2 separate regions of the Triticum aestivum genome follow, and region 2 is linked to region 1. Evidence: chromatin contacts called from public Hi-C data. All regions are on one chromosome and are shown on one strand. The core of a region is the stretch at or near the end of the contact, and the rest is flanking DNA. Distances in the headings are between cores, read along the strand shown. Region 1 holds the start of LOC123164546 (cytochrome c1-2, heme protein, mitochondrial). Region 2 holds the start of LOC123163796 (28 kDa ribonucleoprotein, chloroplastic).

What was found. A called contact is a pair of places that touch in the nucleus more often than the background predicts.
Region 2: a contact with region 1 is called in a Hi-C map of leaf, with 6 times the contacts expected there. The contact joins the promoter of LOC123163796 here to the promoter of LOC123164546 in region 1. A contact is called at or near these places in 2 of 5 Hi-C or Micro-C datasets (both in leaf).

What each region holds. Positions count from the first base shown.
Region 1 is chr7D:268,863,677-268,868,470 of IWGSC CS RefSeq v2.1, reverse strand. LOC123164546 (cytochrome c1-2, heme protein, mitochondrial) reads left to right here and starts at 2,629. Exons shown (of 8, transcript XM_044582066.1): 1 at 2,629-2,794; 2 at 3,486-3,553; 3 at 3,939-4,141; 4 at 4,328-4,607; 5 at 4,696-4,767. The coding sequence starts at 3,494.
Region 2 is chr7D:269,833,180-269,837,973 of IWGSC CS RefSeq v2.1, reverse strand. LOC123163796 (28 kDa ribonucleoprotein, chloroplastic) reads right to left here and starts at 2,440. Exons shown (of 4, transcript XM_044581180.1): 1 at 1,981-2,440; 2 at 1,450-1,551; 3 at 786-1,067; 4 at 276-620. The coding sequence starts at 2,385. The coding sequence ends at 558. It overlaps LOC123163795 (protein-L-isoaspartate O-methyltransferase-like), which reads left to right. Exons shown (of 4, transcript XM_044581178.1): 4 at 1-79.

The DNA.
Region 1 (4,794 bases), core at 1,380-3,879:
GCAATATGACAATGAATGCTCAAGTCATGTATATAATGATGATGAAAGTTGCATGGCAATATATCTCGGAATGGCTATGAAAATGCCATAATAGGTAGGTATGGTGGCTGTTTTGAGGAAGATATGATGAGGCTTACGTGTGACGGAGTGTATCATATCACGGGATTTGGATGCACCGGCGAAGTTTGCACCACGTCTCAAGGTGAGAAAGGCAATGCACGGTACCGTAGAGGCTAGCAAATTGCGGAAATGTAAGAGTGTGTATAATTCCTAGACTCACATTAGTCATACAGAACTCACATACTTATCACAAAAGTTTATTAGCCTTCGAAGCAAAGTACTACTATGCATGCCCCAAGGGGGATAGATTGGTAGGAAAAGACCATTGCTCGTCCCCGACCGCCACTCATAAGGAAGACAATCAATAATAAATCATGCTCCAACTTTTTAGCATAACGAGAGACTATACGTGCATGCTTCGGAAATCACAAACCTTAACACCAATATTCTTACTAAACACAACTGTTCACTAGTACCTCCCACATATTATCATCTCTATATCACAAAACTATTGCAAGGAATCAAACATATCATATTCAGTTATCCATAAGTTTTATGTAGGATTTTATGACTAACCATGCAAATGACCAATTCCCGTTGACTCTCTATATAGATATAAGTGAAGCAAGAGAGTATAATTTTTCTACAAAAGACCATGCTCTAATAAATATAAGTGAAGCAAAAGAGCATTCTACAAATAGTGGTTTTCTATATGTAGAGAAATAGGCAATCCAAAACTTCAAATGATATAAGTGAAGCACATGAAGTATTCTATAAAGTCATACTCAAAAGATATAAGTGAAGTGCATAGAGCATTCTATAAATCAACTAAGGACTATCTCATACCAACATGCTGCATTATTAAAATAAAAATAAAAAGCACACGACGCTCCAAGATTTACACATATCACGTGAGCAAAACAAAAACCAAAACATACCGGTACTTGTTGAAGAAAGATGGGATGCCTTCCGGGGCATCCCAAGCCTATACGCTTGAGTCTCCTTGAATATTTACTTGGAGTTCCTTGATCATCCCCAAGCTTGAACTCTTGTCTCTCCTCCTTCTCCTCATATCAAGACGTCCTCGATCCTCGACACTTCATCCACACAAAACTTAACAAAAACCTTCACGAGATTCGTTAGTATAATAAGGCAAATCACTACTTTAAGTATTGTTGCAAACCCATTCATATTTTATTTTTGCATTAAAAATACGATATTATAACTTCTCCATGGCTTATACCATCAATACACTCCATAGTTCCATCAAAACAAGCAAAAGAATGCATCAGAATCTGCCAAAAACAGGACAGTCTGTAGTAATTTAGACTTTGCCCATACTAAAAATTCTGAAAAATTAGGAAAAATGAAATATTTGCACAACAGTACTGTGTAAAAATTTCAGAAACTTTTGACGTTCCACAAAAAATGTAAATTCACGGACTACAGCCAAAGTTTCTGTTTTTGCACCGCACATACCAAACAAGCAATCTAATCATCCTAAAGGCAAATCTTGGCACATTATTTTTATAATACAACGGATTTGTACAAAGGGATATTTTTTTAATTTTTTAATGTAATCAAGGTTCACAAAGTTTTCATGGGCATGAACAAAGTTCAAGGCTAGCTCCCACATTAACAATGCTCGTCTCTCTCACTTTCACTTTTCTTTTTGAAAAAGTTTTAGATTCTCCTCTATACTTTTTGTTTTTAAACTTTATAAAAGCACACAACAGACTAAAATGACTCTCTAAAACTTTCGGGTTGTCTCCCTGGCAGCGTTTTCTTTAAAGCCATTAAGTTGAGGGGGTGGTGGCGGTTATGGTGGTGATCGTGGTGGCCGAGGTGGTGGTGTTGATTTATTTTGATGGCCGAGGGGGTGATGGCGGTGATGTAGTGGCCGAGGTGGTGTTGATGGTGGCCGAGAGGATGGTGGCGTTAATTTCTTCGCCGACGAACTCGTTTGAGTGGTGGTGACCGAGGGGACGGTGGTGCATGCCATTGGTTGGCTCAATCCACAACATATACATATTATGTTTGTGGTGATTTTGGATCAATCATTGTGTTTGAAGCGATGTGTTTTGGGAACTTTGCATGTTTTAATTTAAAAACTCGATGATGAAACTTCATGTTATGTACATGTTTTAATTTGAATGTTTTTAAAATATATATTGTATAGTGCTTGAAGTTCATGTAGCTATGACCCCAAATCTATCTATAGAAGATCGGCTAGGTGCGTCGTTGGTGAAGTAAAAATTTACTCCCTCCGTCCGAAAATATTTATCACCAGAATGAATAAAAAGGAATGTATTTAGATGTATTTTAGTTTTAGATACATCTTTTTTTGTCCATTTTAATGACATGTATTTTCGGACGGAGGGAGTACTTGGCTAACTTTACTCCGCCCGGTAGCGTTAGAAATGCCCCTTTTCGCTCTTTTCAACACACAATGTGCGGGACCGATCCGCGACCTCAGGCCTTTGGGCCGGGACGGCACGGCCCGCCCAGATGGCCAGGTTCGGCTCAACCTGACTACCCGAGGCAAACGGCCCATACGAGATCCTCGGGGCCCGCGTGTCAGCGTCATGCCCCCCAAAGCCTCCTCACTCTCATCGCGTCCCTCACATCGCCACAAAGCCTGCGCCTCCATCCACCTCCCTCCCACACGCTCCCCACCCCCCGCGCCGCCGCTCGTCGGAGCCCCGCCTCGCCGTGTCAAGCCCGCTACCAATCGGTAACTGTGCTATGCCCTTCACTGCTTTCTACCCGTCCCTCCCGTTTCAGCAATATATTAGCCCGATCTGGTGATCTGCTCCGGTCGTCGCGCGGTTGCGCACGGGCGATCCGGTCAACGTCTCGGGGGTGAGTGGTAATCGAGCGCGTAGATAGATCGCGGCGTTTCCTCTGCGAATCTGATACATTCGGGCTGTCGCGCCGTAGTCGTACCGTTACCAATAGCGCGTCTCGGTTTAGATCTCCCAGGGGATTGGTGTTACTGCTTGCGAACTGTAGATATGGAATTGGCACCCGCCACACTTCGGTGAATCTGATCCATTTAGGGTCGTTACAGTCCTGTTTTCCCCCCGTTCATTTCGTGTGGAGATCATCATACTTTACTGCCAAGCCTGGTCCAGTGTATGATCTAATATCTGTTGAGATTTGTTAGTTTCTAATCTGAAGTAACTGCCCAGAATTTTATTTCGAGATTTGGGCTTGACGTTGCAACATATCCTTGTGATTATTGGGTTTGTACTTTGTGCCACGATTTTCTTCCAATCCTCTCCAATATGATGGCTTGGATAATGTAAATGCAATCACAATTATTCAATTTATCGCTGGCAAGTTTGCATCTATTGTCTGTTGCTTTTGTGATATCACACGAGTCCAACTTGTTTCTATAACACAGCTTGTAATCTTTGACGCAGAGCCCTGAATGGCTGCCGGCAGGGGCATTAACCAGCTTCTGAGGAAAACTCTTCAGAGCCAGTCTTCTGTAAGTGCTTTCTCAGAACTCCCGCTTTGGTATGCATTCTATTGGAAAACTAGTCCAGTATCTAGCCCCGTTATTGTTTGTTTTATTAGTTTCCACGGTTGTACTGAAGTTATCACATTACTGTTCCATATGCTGGGAATAAATCCTTGGCATGCTTAGTCTGTATTTTGTTTTTTTCTGTAGAGAAACCAGTTATTGCTCAAATGCTGCATGTTTTTTTTGGGTGAGGGTTAAACGTTTGGCAGGATTACCTTTTCGTGTAAAGTAGAATGGATAGTTCTCAATGCCGGACTTTCGGTTGGGTCAAGCCATCATCTAGTTAATACTTAATACTACTATTTACGCGCTACGACTGCTCGTTCTAACATTATAATATTTTTTCCAGGGCTCATCTCTGCTTTCTTCATTTCGGGGAAAGCATGAAGAGTCCTCTGCTGGACTGAGAGCATTGGCTCTTCTTGGAGTTGGTGCTTCTGGTCTTTTAAGTTTTGGTACGATAGCATCTGCAGATGAAGCTGAGCACGGTTTGGCGGCTGCAGAGTACCCCTGGCCGCATGCTGGCATCCTTAGCTCATATGATCATGCATCGTAAGTCGCCCATTTGTGCTTCTTTTATTTTGTAGATGTAGCTATGTGTTTAGTGTGTCACATTAAGATTAATATTATGAACAAAATATCGGCTGTCCTAATGTATTTTCCCAGTAAGATAGTGAAAAAAAGTTGGGGCATTCATTTTGAACTGTAACGCCTTATACAAATAAAATCTATGAGCAGAATCCGCCGTGGACATCAAGTTTACCAGCAAGTGTGTGCATCTTGTCACTCCATGTCATTGATTTCATACCGTGATTTGGTTGGGGTGGCCTATACTGAGGAGGAAACTAAGGCAATGGCTGCTGAAATTGAAGTGGTTGATGGTCCTAATGATGAGGGTGAAATGTTCACACGTCCTGGCAAGCTGAGTGATCGCTTCCCGCAGCCTTATCCAAATGAACAAGCAGCCCGATTTGCAAATGGTGGGGCATATCCCCCAGATCTCAGCCTTATCACGAAGGTAACAATTGCCCATCTCTTTGCATTGCAGTGGTGTAATCTTTCATCCCAAACTTTTAACTTACTGTGTTTGATTCATATGAGCTCAGGCAAGGCACGATGGCCAGAACTACGTGTTTGCTCTTCTTACTGGTTACCATGACCCACCTGCTGGTGTTCAGGTAAGCCTCCTGTATGCCTTTTGGCTC
Region 2 (4,794 bases), core at 1,191-3,690, 970 kb before region 1:
GCTGTAAAACGCTGGGTTTCATGGGCAATGTAGGATACTGGTACTTCATCAAAGTATTGAAGCGAGTGTTTGTGTTTAACTATCTTTTTGTATCTGCTAGCATCTGTGAGCGTGAAGCATGTTTTCTCGTTGGAACTGCTCTCACAATGTTGCCTGTAAATTCAAGCAACCCAAAATATCTTTGGTTCTGTGAAAAATGTCAGGTTGCAAGGCGAATGTAATTGCAAAAGTAAACAAGGCTACCGTGCATTCTGCCCTTTGCATACATAATCATATTAGCATTACCAACAAAACCTTCTTCGATTATCATGAGAACACTAGGACATCATTACAGTAGCCTACTTGAAAAGTTGAACTCATGGTGTTGACAAGAAATTAACATGATGACATCAGCAGCAAACGGAAGCATGAAAAAAGAACATGGGATGGGAGGAGATAGCCCAGCATCAGGAGGCTAGTGCAGGATTTTTAAGTGGTGACATGCTTCAGTCTTCTGCAGTAACATTTCAGCAGTGTTGCTCTCGTGTGTCCAAAAGAAGCACCCGCTCTCCTCTGCATCAGAACCCTCGCTGTGGTCGCTCCGCGGCAACGTTCACTCGGAGTGGGCGGCCATCCATCTCCTAGAGTTCATAACAACAACAAATTAGCATCAGTTTGGAACCTTCAATGTTTGCCATACACACTATGATAGTCAACAATTCTGGAGAAATTAGTTGCTTCCATGTTGCAGTCGTGCTGTTATGTAGTTTATGAAAATGATATAGTTATGCTGACGATGTTCTCACCTGTCCATCAAGCGCTGAAATAGCACTGTCAAGATCCTCCTTTGAAGCCATAGTTACAAAACCAAATCCTCGTGAACGCCCAGTTTCTCTGTCGTACACAACTGTAGCGTTAACTACTTCCCCATGCTCGCTGAACAATTGCACCAACCTAGAGTCTTCCGCTTGCCATGGCAGGTTACCAACATAAGCCCTGAAAGAAGATGCAAACTGTCGAGGAGGTCTCTCAACACGGGAGCCCCTTTGAGCTGCCCTGTTTACGTTCAGAAGCCTTCCACTGATGTCCTGTTAAACAGAAGGTAATCAGCCAGCTACTCAGCACAATGTGCAACTTATACATCATGTTGTACTATTTTCAGGTGTACTGCCCTTAGTTGTTCATCAAACATGATGTGCGATCTAAGAAACGGGATAAGGAATACAACCCCGTCAAGGTGATAATAATCCGTTTTTATCAAGTGGTACGTTCAAGTCGTCTCAAGGTGATAACATCCAATTTCTTGTGTAATGGCACCATATATAAATAACTTGAAGACAGGCAAGTGATGAAAAATACTCTAAACAATTTCATATGTTCAAGTTGGAGTATGAAATAAAATTTGATTATCTGTGAACTCTAAACAATTCAAAGAACTAAAAAGCAATGAGAAGATTGATATGCACTCACGTAGCGATTGAACGTCTCGATGGCTTTGTCAGCTTCCTCAATAGTACTCATGGTAACAAATCCAAATCCACGGCTCTGGCCTGACTCTCTGTTGTAAATGACCTGGAGTTGAACAAAGCAAGGTCAAAATAAGAAAATCAATCGAGCACTGCACACCCATTTATACAAATAATATCAGACACTACAATTCTCAAGCCTATATAAATAATGCAATTACTACAAGGTTCGACAATAGACAACAGAAGAACATGAATGAAAAAAAAACAGGACTCACGCCAACAGGGAAACAGAAAACAAGTCGTTTCTTGCAACTAGGAAGCTACCCTAAAATTAACAGTGGAAGCTACCCTAAAATTGCAGAGTATTTTGATACTCAGTGATATGCTTACCACTCAAATTAACATCGGATTACACAAACAGTCCCGAACTTGTGCAGGTACCAAAATGGTATTAACGGGGGAAATCGTACTTACGCGTTGCTGTTATTAATTTTAGCGGTAATTATTTTAGGTGTTGCAGTGGTAGGCTCACCTCGGCGACCTCGACGACGCCGGCCTGGTCGAAGAGCTGAGCGAGCCGCTCGCTGTCGACATCATACGGCAGGTTCCCGACGTACACCTTGGCCTCCTCGGGCGGCTCGGCTGCGTACCCCGCGTCCCCACCGGAGGCCGCCACCGCGGGCTCCTCCTCCGTCACCGTCTCTTCGGCTTCCTCCGCGTCGGCCCAGTCGAGGCCCGCCTCGGCGGCGTCGGAGGAGGCGACGAGGGGCGTAAGGGGGACGCGGGGGCGGGTGGAGCGGAGGAGCGGCGCGCGAGAGAAAATGAGTGGGAGGGAGGCGGATGCCGGGGCGAGCTTGTGTTGGGCGGGGAACGTGGGGTGGAAGAGGGAGGCGTCCGTGGCCGCGACCATGGCGAGTGTCATGGCGGAGGTGGCCATGGTGAAGGGGATAAGGGGGGGCACGCGAGGAGGGGAAGGGATTTGAGCTTGAGGTGCTCCGTCCTCCGAATTCCCTTTTTTATACACGCCGCGCTGGGCATTTGTCGGCTTTGATGGGCTTCCCACGGGCTTTCTTGTGAGCCTTTGGATTGTTCTTAGTCTTGGCCCCCAAATGACAAATATGTCAAACTAGCCCTAACAGAATATTTTCTCAAAAAGAAAAGCCCTATACACAGTAAGTCCAAGAAGAGCCCTATACGACGGGTGCCCCTATTTGGCGAGAGCCACTAACTAACGAGTGCTCATTCGGAAGCCTGCAAGGGTCATCTAGGGAGGCTGAGAGCGCGTCACTCGCGCTCAGCCACCGCCGCGTGTCACGCTCTAGGCGTCCTGCCGTTTTCTTTTTCGTACGCGTTTTTGGTTTTTTTAGGGTTTTTTGGCATTTTGATTTTTCACCGGTCTTTCTTAACTTTTGAAAAAATTAGAAACAAAATTATGTAAAAAAAACATGTTTTTTTTTGTTCTGCGAGAGGCAGGGTTTTGCTTCCGCCAGAGACACGCCATGCCTCTCTGAAACGAAAAAAAAACTTGTTTTTTTTTCTCCTTCTACAAGAGGCACGGCTTGCTTCGGCGAGAGGTGTCGTTTTGCATCCATGACATGCACGGCCCAACTAGCTCACTTTCGTTTCTGGGAAGGTTCTAGAACATCCAAACTTGTTTTTTTCCCTTGTTCTTTCTATTTGTTCATTTATCTTATAATTTTCGTTTTTTCATTTATTTTTCATTTTTTCTTTCCAAATTCACGAACATCTTCTAAAATCCGTGAACATTTTTCAAATCAGGTGTGAAAACTTTTTGAAACTCAAAATTTGTTCATCCACTTCATACAATGTTTATCATATTTAAAACATGTTCATCATTTTTTAAATGTTCATCGAATTCAAAAAAGTTCATGAATTCAGAATCCGTTCATCCAATTCAAAAATTATTCACTGAATATAAATTTTGTTCACGAAATACAAAAAATGTTCATCTAAATTAAAAAATCTTAATAAAAAATTCAATGTTTTTTTTCATCAAAACCAAAAATGTTTAAGTTTTTGAATTTTAGTGGACATTTTTCTGAATTCATGAACATCTTTTTGCATTGGTGAACATTTTTTTCAAGTCCTAAACCCTGAAGCGGCCCAAGTTCGAGCATGGGGGAGCCAGGGGTGCGCGCCGCACCTTTTCCCAGCGCGCAGCACGCAGAATAGGAGATCCCCCACCCGCGAGCGACAAATGGTCGTGCCTCTACTAAAGTCAGGGGCGAATGGGCCGGCCCATTTGGAGGCAATGAGCTCTAGACGAGTAAAAGAATCGCCAAAAAGTCATGTGCGAGCGAGAGCTCAAACTCGCGAGCTACCCCTCATAGAACCAGTGTAACTAACCAAACAAGCTGATGAGATCTAGTGATAGATTCAAGACGCGATAGTAGTATCAAACTTCTTTTGATTTTTTTTTGAAAAATACACATTGAACATTTTATAATATATGCTGAAAACTTTCTTGATGGAAATTTTAAATAATAGAAGAAGAACTTTTTTGCATTATATGATGAACTTCTAAAAAATATCACTATATGTGTTGCGCATTTTGTAATATACGTTGAAATTTTTTGAATCCGCATTGAACAATTGTTTAATATGCACTAAACAAATTTCAAAAACATAGTGAACATTTGTATATTCGATGAACAACTTCTAATATACCATGAAAATTTCCTTAACATACGATGAACATTTTTGTAACACGTAATGAATTTTGTATAATACAGGGGAAAAGAAACACAAAAGAAAAGACAATAAAACAAAAAAAATAAAAAATAAAGCAAAGCTATCGTGGGCCAGCCCAAACATGGGCGTCGTGAGGCCGAGCTTCAGCGAAGCCATGATGTTTTGACGAGTCTCAAATAAGAATCGCCTGAATTCCCTATTTGTTGCTTATTACGGCAAACTGCCGACACTTCGCACAAGGCAAGTGGCCGACCGACGCGTTTGGGCCTGACCATTTTTGTACATAGTATAGATAGCGTGGGAACTACCCCATGGTTTTGGAAACGTTCTAGAAGGTCCCTTGAACCAAAATTTTCTTTCTTTTACTGTTTTTCGGTTTCCTTTTTCTTTACTTTTGTTTTTATGTTTCGGTTTCTTTTCTTTTCCTTGTTTATGTTTTTTTGTTTTCCCTTTCTGTCACTCTTTTTTAAGTTCATTTTTCTTTTTCAAAAAGTATTCACGTTTTCAAAATTGTTTCGAATTTCTAAAAAAACATCATTTTTCCAAAATTAAAAAATATTCATGTTTTTTCAAAACATGCTCATGGTTCTGAAATTTTTTTGTGTTTCCAAAATTTAAAAGAAAACATGTTTTC